Linked DNA regions of Zea mays: region 2 is linked to region 1. A link is a contact called in public Hi-C data. All regions are on one chromosome and are shown on one strand. Each heading gives the region's core, a stretch centred on a gene start, on an enhancer-like site or on the middle of the called end of the contact. The rest is flanking DNA. Distances are from core to core; before and after follow the strand shown.

Region 1 (4,148 bases), core at 976-3,475:
AAGGTACATCATTCATGATTTTCGTCTGAAGATTATTATATCCAAAATGAGATGATGTTTCGAAGGACGAACGTATTTAATCATTAACAATTGTGTTGTTTTGTTCTTGATATATAACATTCGAGAATAAGGACCAACATTCTCGAAAAATTGTTTTTTAAGTTTAACTAAACATATATTCTTAGGAGAAGTGTGTCAAAGGTCCATGTTAAAAGGACTATTGTGTGGATCATCTAAAAGAACAAGGACCAACATTCTCGAAAAATCGTTTTTTAAGTTTAGCTAAACATATATTCTTAGGAGAAGTGTGTCAAAGGTCCATGTTAAAAAGGACTATTGTGTGGATCATCTAAAACAATTGGGCCTCGCCGTAATGAAATTTTTTCTGCCGGTTGGCCATTTAGAATAGGATTTGGACGCCTGACCGTTTAGCGAGATGTTGGTGGCCTCACATCGTGGTGTGTGTCTTCTGCTGTTGTTCCATGTTGGCTGTCAGATGAGGGTCTCAATCCTAGCTCTTGAGGACATCGTGACTCCTTACTGGACTAGCGGAAGATGTTAGCGAAGCTTTCAGCAAGGGGACAGGAGGCACTGGCAGGTTTAGGATTTGAAGCATGGATATTCGAAATTTTAGTATAATATAATTTTTTTGACAATCTAAAATTACACTATTGTATTGTTTAATGGGTTGCACGATAGAGAAATGAATAGGGCGAGAATTAAAGTTTAGACAAAATAATTGTAAAATAGTATGAGTTTATACTTTTTATAATATTTTATATACATGTATACATAATATTTTTGCCAAAAATAACGAGTATTTAATTGAATACACTTGCTTGTATGTAGGTCCGTCCCTGACAGGAGGGGTATTGGTCACTTGATTTTAATTTGTAAAAGATATTAAAAATAACACAGCACAAGTCAAATTGTATTTTGCATTATTTATGTTTTGACGCTTACCTACTACTGGTAGAGAGAAATAAACTAATCAGAAACACATAGAACTGTTGCATTCAACAAAGATGCACAAATGGTTAATTTTTTCGGTCCATGTGTACTAGTAGATCGAGAGCAACCACTTTGGGAACAACAGAGATGCTGGTCCAAATTCGTACGCGGAAGGAACACAATTGCACCGATCCAAAATTAAAGACAGGGCAATCTTTTTAGCTACGGCTGCTTGGCGACAAAAGATGGCGAAGCGAGACCCATAACATCCTAGTCACTTCACATCGTTCCGACAGGGGGCAGCGATACAGACACCGGTCATCGCATCTCCGAGACGGCCTGCTGCATGTACTTGCACGACCTCTGGTAGCTGACGAAGCCCATGAACCAGAACTCGAAGCCGTCGACGGTGGAGACGTGGATGTACTTCTCCTCGGGCCTGTGGACGTTCTCGCTGGGCCGCACCCTGCGGATCCTCCGCAGCGGGATGGCCACCTTGTAGGTGACCCGCGCCGTGTCGCCGCCGCCGCCGGGGGAGGTGACGGTGATGGGGCGGTCGCTGCGGAAGGCGACCTTCCTGGTGGAGACGAAGAGCATGCCGGCGATGGGCCCGCCCGTGGTGTAGATGTAGCACTGCAGCGCCTTGAGCAGCCGCTCGCCCTTGTCGGCGGCGGAGAAGGCCTGGCGGAACACGCGCTCCACCCCGCCGGCCTGCAGGATCCGCGCGCCCAGGCTCAGCTTCCCCTTCACCGTCTCCGACAGCTTCGGCCCCAAGGTCACTGCACACCGTACCGTGCGTGCTCATCGTCAGCTAGCGGTCCTTTGGATAATGAACGAAGGAAGAAGTAATCACGGACGGAGTGCTAACTAACGACGACTCACCATGCTCTCTGAAGCCCTGCGCCCTTCTGCTCAGCTTGCTCACCCAGTGGGTCACCTGGCCTTTGCTGCCTGCTGCATCAGAACAGAAGCACGTCAGTAAGCATGCTGTGAACTCGGAAGTTATTAATCTCATATATGATGCACATGCATGGCACGAGAGACTCACTGTGCTTGTAGCCGAAAGACGCGTAAGGGCTGGGGTGCGTCAACGAGACGGCGAGGTGATCGCCGGCGCCCTTGCCGAAGGACGGATCCCTGGACACCTCCTCTATCCCGTGCGCCTTGGAGGTGACCGGGACCCCGATGACATGGCCGCCGCCGCTGCTGGACTTCATCGTCATGGCTAGTTGCGTTGCGTTGCGTGGCTTAGCGTGTAAGGAATCGGGGATTGGTACCGGAGTGCAGCTGCCGATGGCGGCCATTTATAGGGCGCGGCGGCCGCGGTGGTGGAAGTGGAACTGGAACACCCTTTGGGGCGGAGCGGCTTTGGCAAAGGCAGTGGATTTGCGGAGTCAGCAGGCGGGGCCGGCCGAGTCACCAGCGGCTCAGAAAGGCAAGGCGCAGTCCATGTTCGGCTTAAAGCAGGCGTAGCGTAGACACCCGGTCCCGTGGCCAACTGGTTGGTCGCATCGCAGCTACCAGAAAACTGCTCGCCCGATTCTTGTGCGTCCTGTCCATGTGGAGGCCATGGCCAGGTGCAAATGATTCTGGAATTCTCTATGGGATCCGGCGCCCGCGCCGCGCCTGCCGCTTTCCGAGAAGCGCCCCATGTGCCTGCACATTCTCGCTAGTCGCACCGGGCCCGAGCTTTTGGCTCCCGGGACCGCTGCTGCTGTTTTGTTTAGAGCAGAGCTTCAGGCATTGCACCGGGACGATATCAGGGGTTAAGCTAAACATGCGCTGCATCTGCCTGTCGAGAGTGTCTAAACGTAGACAGGGGATGCTCACATGCATGGAGGAGGCCACGCCGCGAACGCTGTTCCCAAGACCGGCGCGTCCGCAAGCGATCGGCAGACAAGCAGGAAGGAGGACGGAGGTGGTGGCCTGCCTGCGATGTGGACGGGGGGTAGTGACTAGGGACCAGCGGCCCAACGTGTAAAACGGCCAGCTTTTGGAGAGAAATAGGATCCCGGCATCCGGCAAGACAACAGCTTTTCCTCCCCGTCGAAGTCACCACGCGCGCGTGCTCCCGCTGAGTCCAGACGTCCCGGTCACCTCCGACGCGGCGCCGAGTCGGACCGACCGCCTACCGACGTAACCACGTAACCGTCCGGGCACTGTTCTGTTGGCACGCGCATGGCTGCTGCCTGCCGGGCCGTCCTTGTACACCGCACCGCAATGAACCCGGCAACCGGAAGGGCCGACGCGACGGGAGGCCGGCAGCTTTGCCGTTCCTGGGCTGAACGCCGACGCCGCGGGGGCATGGCAATGGCATGGCGCGCCACGCGCGTGTCCCCCCCACCCCCCCGGTGGTTCTGCGCACAGTGCGTTGTCGGACGGAGGAGTATCGGAAGCGGATCTGGGGATGGGCCTCCTCTCCTCTCGTTTCTCAGCGTCGCCATCGGCGTATCCCCGCCGTGCCATACGTGTCGATGCGGAGACGGAGATGTTGCCGGCTCGCCGGGTGGTTTCTGGCCGTGGCCGACCATACCGTCCTTCCAAGTAAGCGAGGAATGCCACCACCAGTGCCACGTCCACGGTTCTGATTTTTTTTTTAAAAGGTGATGTTCCTGTTCAATCCTCCGTATCACAAGTAGTTATTAGACCTATTTAAATGTCGTGGGTCATTTATCACGGTCTGTAACCGACCTGTGCCTAGTGTCGGGTCAATTTGGTCCGTGGCTCCCTGTTTGGCTCCCTGTTTGGGTTTGACGTGTCGGGTTAGGTCGGATTTTTTTGGTTTTGGGTGGAGTTTTTTCGAGTTGGGTCAGAGTTTAGATCAAAAATCACGGCTCGTACCCGACCCGTGAATTATTATGGGTCAAAAATTATTTTTTATACCCGTCTGTTGCATTGATCGGGTCAGGTCGGGCCGGGTTTTTCGGTCGGATTGGATGACCCGTAATCAGATGTAGCTAGCAGTAACCTGACATCTCATGTAACTCAAACTGCTTCGGTTTTTCGGCGCATGCACGACTAAGAAATGGGCACGGCCATGCCCCGCTACAAAGTGTACGTACCTTGATTCCTGGAACCAATGACGCAGTGTTACTCTAGTTATTCGCTTCGAACATGGCGAAGAAGAAAATTTTGTTCTGGTGATGAAGGACCTTAAAAACGTACGCCTATACCAAATGATACGATTCAACTAAAGT
Region 2 (4,148 bases), core at 605-3,104, 280 kb after region 1:
GTGTCTTGGAGTTCTCGGAAACAAGCGACTGTTTCTCGCTCTAGTACTGAATCTGAGTACAAGGCGATTGCTGATGCTACGGCAGAGGTTATCTGGATACAAGTCTTGCTACGTGAACTTGGCATATCACAGGTGCGGCCACCTACACTCTGGTGTGACAATCTTGGTGCAACATATTTGTCGGCCAATCCTATTTTTCATCGGCGCTCTAAACACATTGAAGTTGATTATCACTTTGTTCGCGAAAGGGTTGCTACTCAACAACTGGATATTCGGCCAATTTCCACCAAAGACCAGCTTGTGGATGCCTTTACTAAACCATTAGCAGGTCCTGCATTCATGCAGTTTAGAAACAATCTGAACTTAGTTTTCACACGTCCAGATTGAGGGGGGGTGTTAAAGATATAATTCCTTATCTATTCTAGTAAACTAATCTCCTCATATTAGGGAGCTGCGCCTCCGATTGTTGCGTCAATCACGCTTGTAATCTGCTGCCAAATATGTAACCATCTGCTGCTATAAATACAAGACGCCGTGCCGTGACCCTTTGAGGCAGGCAATTCATCCCAATCAACACTACGAACAGTGGAACACCATCCTTAAAACCTTGTTTTCACCACGTCGTTTTCTGCCGAGCTGGCCAATGCTGCGTGCCACCGCCACCCAAAAGCCTGCTTAATCCAGCTAGGGCCCCTTAACCTGTCCGCGCAAATCATGTTGGCCACACGTAACATAACCAGGTGCGTACTAGGACGGTAGGAGACATGGGCACTGTCGTTCACTTGTTTGTTTGGCTGGGCCTGGGCGTACGTACGGTACGGAGATCGCCCGGAGAACGGGCCCCTTACTGTATACGTGTGCGCCAGTACGGTACGGTGCGTGTATATGTCCCGGAATAATCCAGTAATCCTGGCTAGCTAGAGCTATAGAGGGGCGGCTAGGCTATACTGCCTACTGCTGGAGTAGCGTGGACATCCAGCTGCCCCTAGCTGCTCCGACAGCGCGGGTAATTGCCGCGGGGACCCGCCCGCCCGCCCGAGGTCGGTGGTCCGCCCGCCTGCGGCCACTGCGGTTCGCGGAACTCTTTTGGACGCGAGCGCAGCTGGGGGCGCTGGTCTTGCGATTGCGCCTCTGCCTTGCGGGGGTCGCCGTCGCGCTTGCGCCCCCGCCGGCGGCCTGCTCCGCTCGTCCCCGATCGGTCGACCAAAGGGACACACCAGATGACCAGATGCGTCCGTGCCGCGGCGCTCCTGCTGACCCGGGCGGGACCGGGACTGCGGCGCAGCGGTACGTCGTCTCGCGCGCGGGGCGTGGTGCGACTTGGGCTTTGTCGTGGCCTGCGACTTGTGCTTGTTCGCCGGCCGGCCGCGCGGGGAGGCTTGGGTAGATCTTGGAGCAACTGTTGCGCCGTGGTCCTGACACGCGGCACGGGGTATGCCAGTCTGCTAGCCATGGCACGTGCCGCCTGCGTGTGTGTGCTTTCCTTAATTTGTTTACGCGATCTTAAAAGTTTTCACAGGTGCCAACACCATCTCTCGCAACAGGGAGGCTTCGTTGACATCGATGGATCCCTCTGCCTGGCCCCCGTCCCCACCCCCCGCAACATTTGCTGAACGGAAATTCAAAAGCCACTTCCTTTTCCACCTTCTGCAAATCATATCATCAACGAACAAGACAAAACAAAGGACACTGGTGGACGCAAAGTTTTACCAGGATTCGGGTACACTACAGGTGACGACGTCAATACCTGCGCCGGACCGGAGCGGCGAAAAGTAAAAAGAACCCAAGCGCACCACCACAGACGGCCTCTTCTCGCGTCTCGTACAGTACATAACTGGGACATCAAACTCCCAAAACACGCCCCCCAACCCAAATTGACCGCATTCCTGGCCTGTCCCTGCCCTTCTCCTTGCACTAATCCACTTCCCCGAAACGGCAGGAGCGGAGCGGTTACCCTTTCCCAAGTTGTCGCGCCCGACCGCTCCGGCCGACGGCTGGGTCCCATGCCCGCCAGGTTTTTAACGTACCATCCCTCGCCGGAGAGGCCGGACGCCGGAAGACGATTTGTACCTACCGCCTGCCTGCCGGACAGTAAACAGTAGCCGCGCTTGGTAAACCCCCGCCAACAACGACGATGCACGCAGCGGGGGAGAGGATGGGCTGCCTCGCATCACCACCACCGCCCCAATAACAACGACGACGGCACCAGCGCCAACCACCACTTTTCGAGGAAAGGCACAGGCAGCCAGAGGCCAGAGCCAGGCGCGCGGCACGGGGCAGGAACCCTGGCCCGTCCGACGAGACGACGAACCGGCCGCGGGCCTCGTGCCCGTGGTGGTGGATATCTGACTGACTGACGCCACCTGCGCGTAGCCGCGGGCGCTTTGCTTCCCTCCTCGTCGAGGCGTGCCGACGGGACGATTTCTATCCGCGGGGCGGCGCTGTGTCGACTGTCGACTCCAACTCCCAGGCCGGTCAATGAGGGCGCGGAGATGAGCGCCGGCGGCGGGGAGGAGGTGTTCTACGAGTCGCGGGACGGCGTGCTCTCCTCCTCCTGCTCCTCCGCCTCGGACGACGACGACGACGACAGCGACCACCCGCGACGGCGGCGGCGGGACGGGGCCGCCTCTACCGCCGCCGCAGCGGCGCTCGACGTGTGGACGTCCGAGCCGGCGCCCGTGCAGGAGCGGCGCCGGAAGCTGCTCCAGATGCTGGGGCTCGCCGGGGACCCCGCCCTGGCGCGCCTCGAGATGGGCCGATCGGTCTCCTACGACGACGGGCCTGTGCCCGTCCGCCCGGCGCCGGCCTCGCCGCCCATCTCCCGATCCAGATCAGACGGCGGCGCCGTGCCGGCCTCGGCGACCAAGCCGCCGCTGGGAGGGCGGTCGCCGGGCTCCTCCGAGGCCACGCCCGAAGGGGAGGAGGAGGAGGAGGAGGAGGCCGACCCGAGGTGTCTGATCCGGAACCTCGACGACGGCAGCGAGTTCGTGGTCAAGGAAGGGTCCGAGCTCCGCGAGGTCGGCACGGGCCGGCAGCTCACCATGGAGGAGTTCGTTGACCTCTGCGTCGGCCGCTCGCCTATCGTCCAGGAGCTCATGCGGCGGCGCGAGAACGTTGCGAGCTCCGGCTCGTCCACCCCCGTCCAGCGCTCCAACTCCGACTCCAGCAACGGAGCGACGCGCCACCGGCGGCGGCGGCGGCATAGCAGCTGGCTTCGGGGCATCCGGAACGTCGCCGGCTCCGTGGTGGCCAGCTCCCGCGACCGCCGCAGCAGCGACGACAAGGACACGTGCTCGGAGAAAGGCGGCCGCCGGTCCAGCTCGGCCACAGACGACAGCCAGGACAGCGCTGGAGCCGTGCGCCACGGCCCGGTGCGCGTTAAGGTGAGGCAGTATGGGAAGTCGTACAAGGAGCTCAGTGGCCTGTTCATGAACCAGGAGATCCAGGCTCACGATGGCTCCATCTGGAGCATCAGGTTTAGTCCAGATGGCCGGTACCTCGCGAGTGCTGGGGAAGACTGCGTGATCCATGTCTGGGAAGTGTCAGAGTTCGAGAGGAAACGCGAGGAGAACGGAGCGTGCAATCCTTTTGTTGCGATGGTGTGCAACGGTTCGCCGGAGCCAACATTAGCCGTGGCCAGCAGTGTGGATGGGAGCAATCGTGAGAAGAAGCGTCGGGCAAGGTTCTTGGAGGGTCGTAGGTCTGTGAGCTCAGACCGGCTAATGCTGCCAGAGCATGTGTTTGCGCTGTCAGAAAAACCGATTCGGACCTTCATGGGGCACTCAGAAGATGTGCTTGATCTCTGCTGGTCCAAATCCCAGGTATTTCTAGCGTTGCTGTTTGTTCTAAAGTTGCCCCTAGTTGATACTTGACGAGTAAAACTTTATAAATGCTGAAATCTAGATGCATGCCATAAATAGTGCTACCTCCGTTTTTGAATATTTGTTGTCTCCCCTTAATTCATTTTTGAACTAATCGGCGACAAATAAAAAAGAACGGATGGAGTATTATTATTATAGATAGCAATTGTTTAGTTCTTGTTATTCATTTTACTCCAGAAATCTTAATGGCACATTTTTATGAAGCATTATTTCAACAGTCCATCTTTGTGGCAATTGGGTCCAACCATGATAGGACAGAAATAACCT

Evidence for each region. Hi-C and Micro-C count contacts between places; a contact is called where the count stands out from the background.
Region 2: a contact with region 1 is called in a Hi-C map of bundle sheath, with 2.1 times the contacts expected there. The contact joins the promoter of LOC103641868 here to the promoter of LOC103641863 in region 1. A contact is called at or near these places in 2 of 25 Hi-C or Micro-C datasets (bundle sheath and tassel).

The regions. Positions count from the first base shown.
Region 1 is chr10:134,669,736-134,673,883 of Zm-B73-REFERENCE-NAM-5.0, forward strand. It overlaps LOC103641863, which reads right to left and starts at 2,226. Exons shown (of 3, transcript NM_001301448.2): 1 at 2,000-2,226; 2 at 1,834-1,905; 3 at 989-1,730. The coding sequence starts at 2,174. The coding sequence ends at 1,270.
Region 2 is chr10:134,954,401-134,958,548 of Zm-B73-REFERENCE-NAM-5.0, forward strand. It overlaps LOC103641868 (WD repeat-containing protein 44), which reads left to right and starts at 1,855. Exons shown (of 7, transcript XM_008665182.4): 1 at 1,855-3,821. The coding sequence starts at 2,493.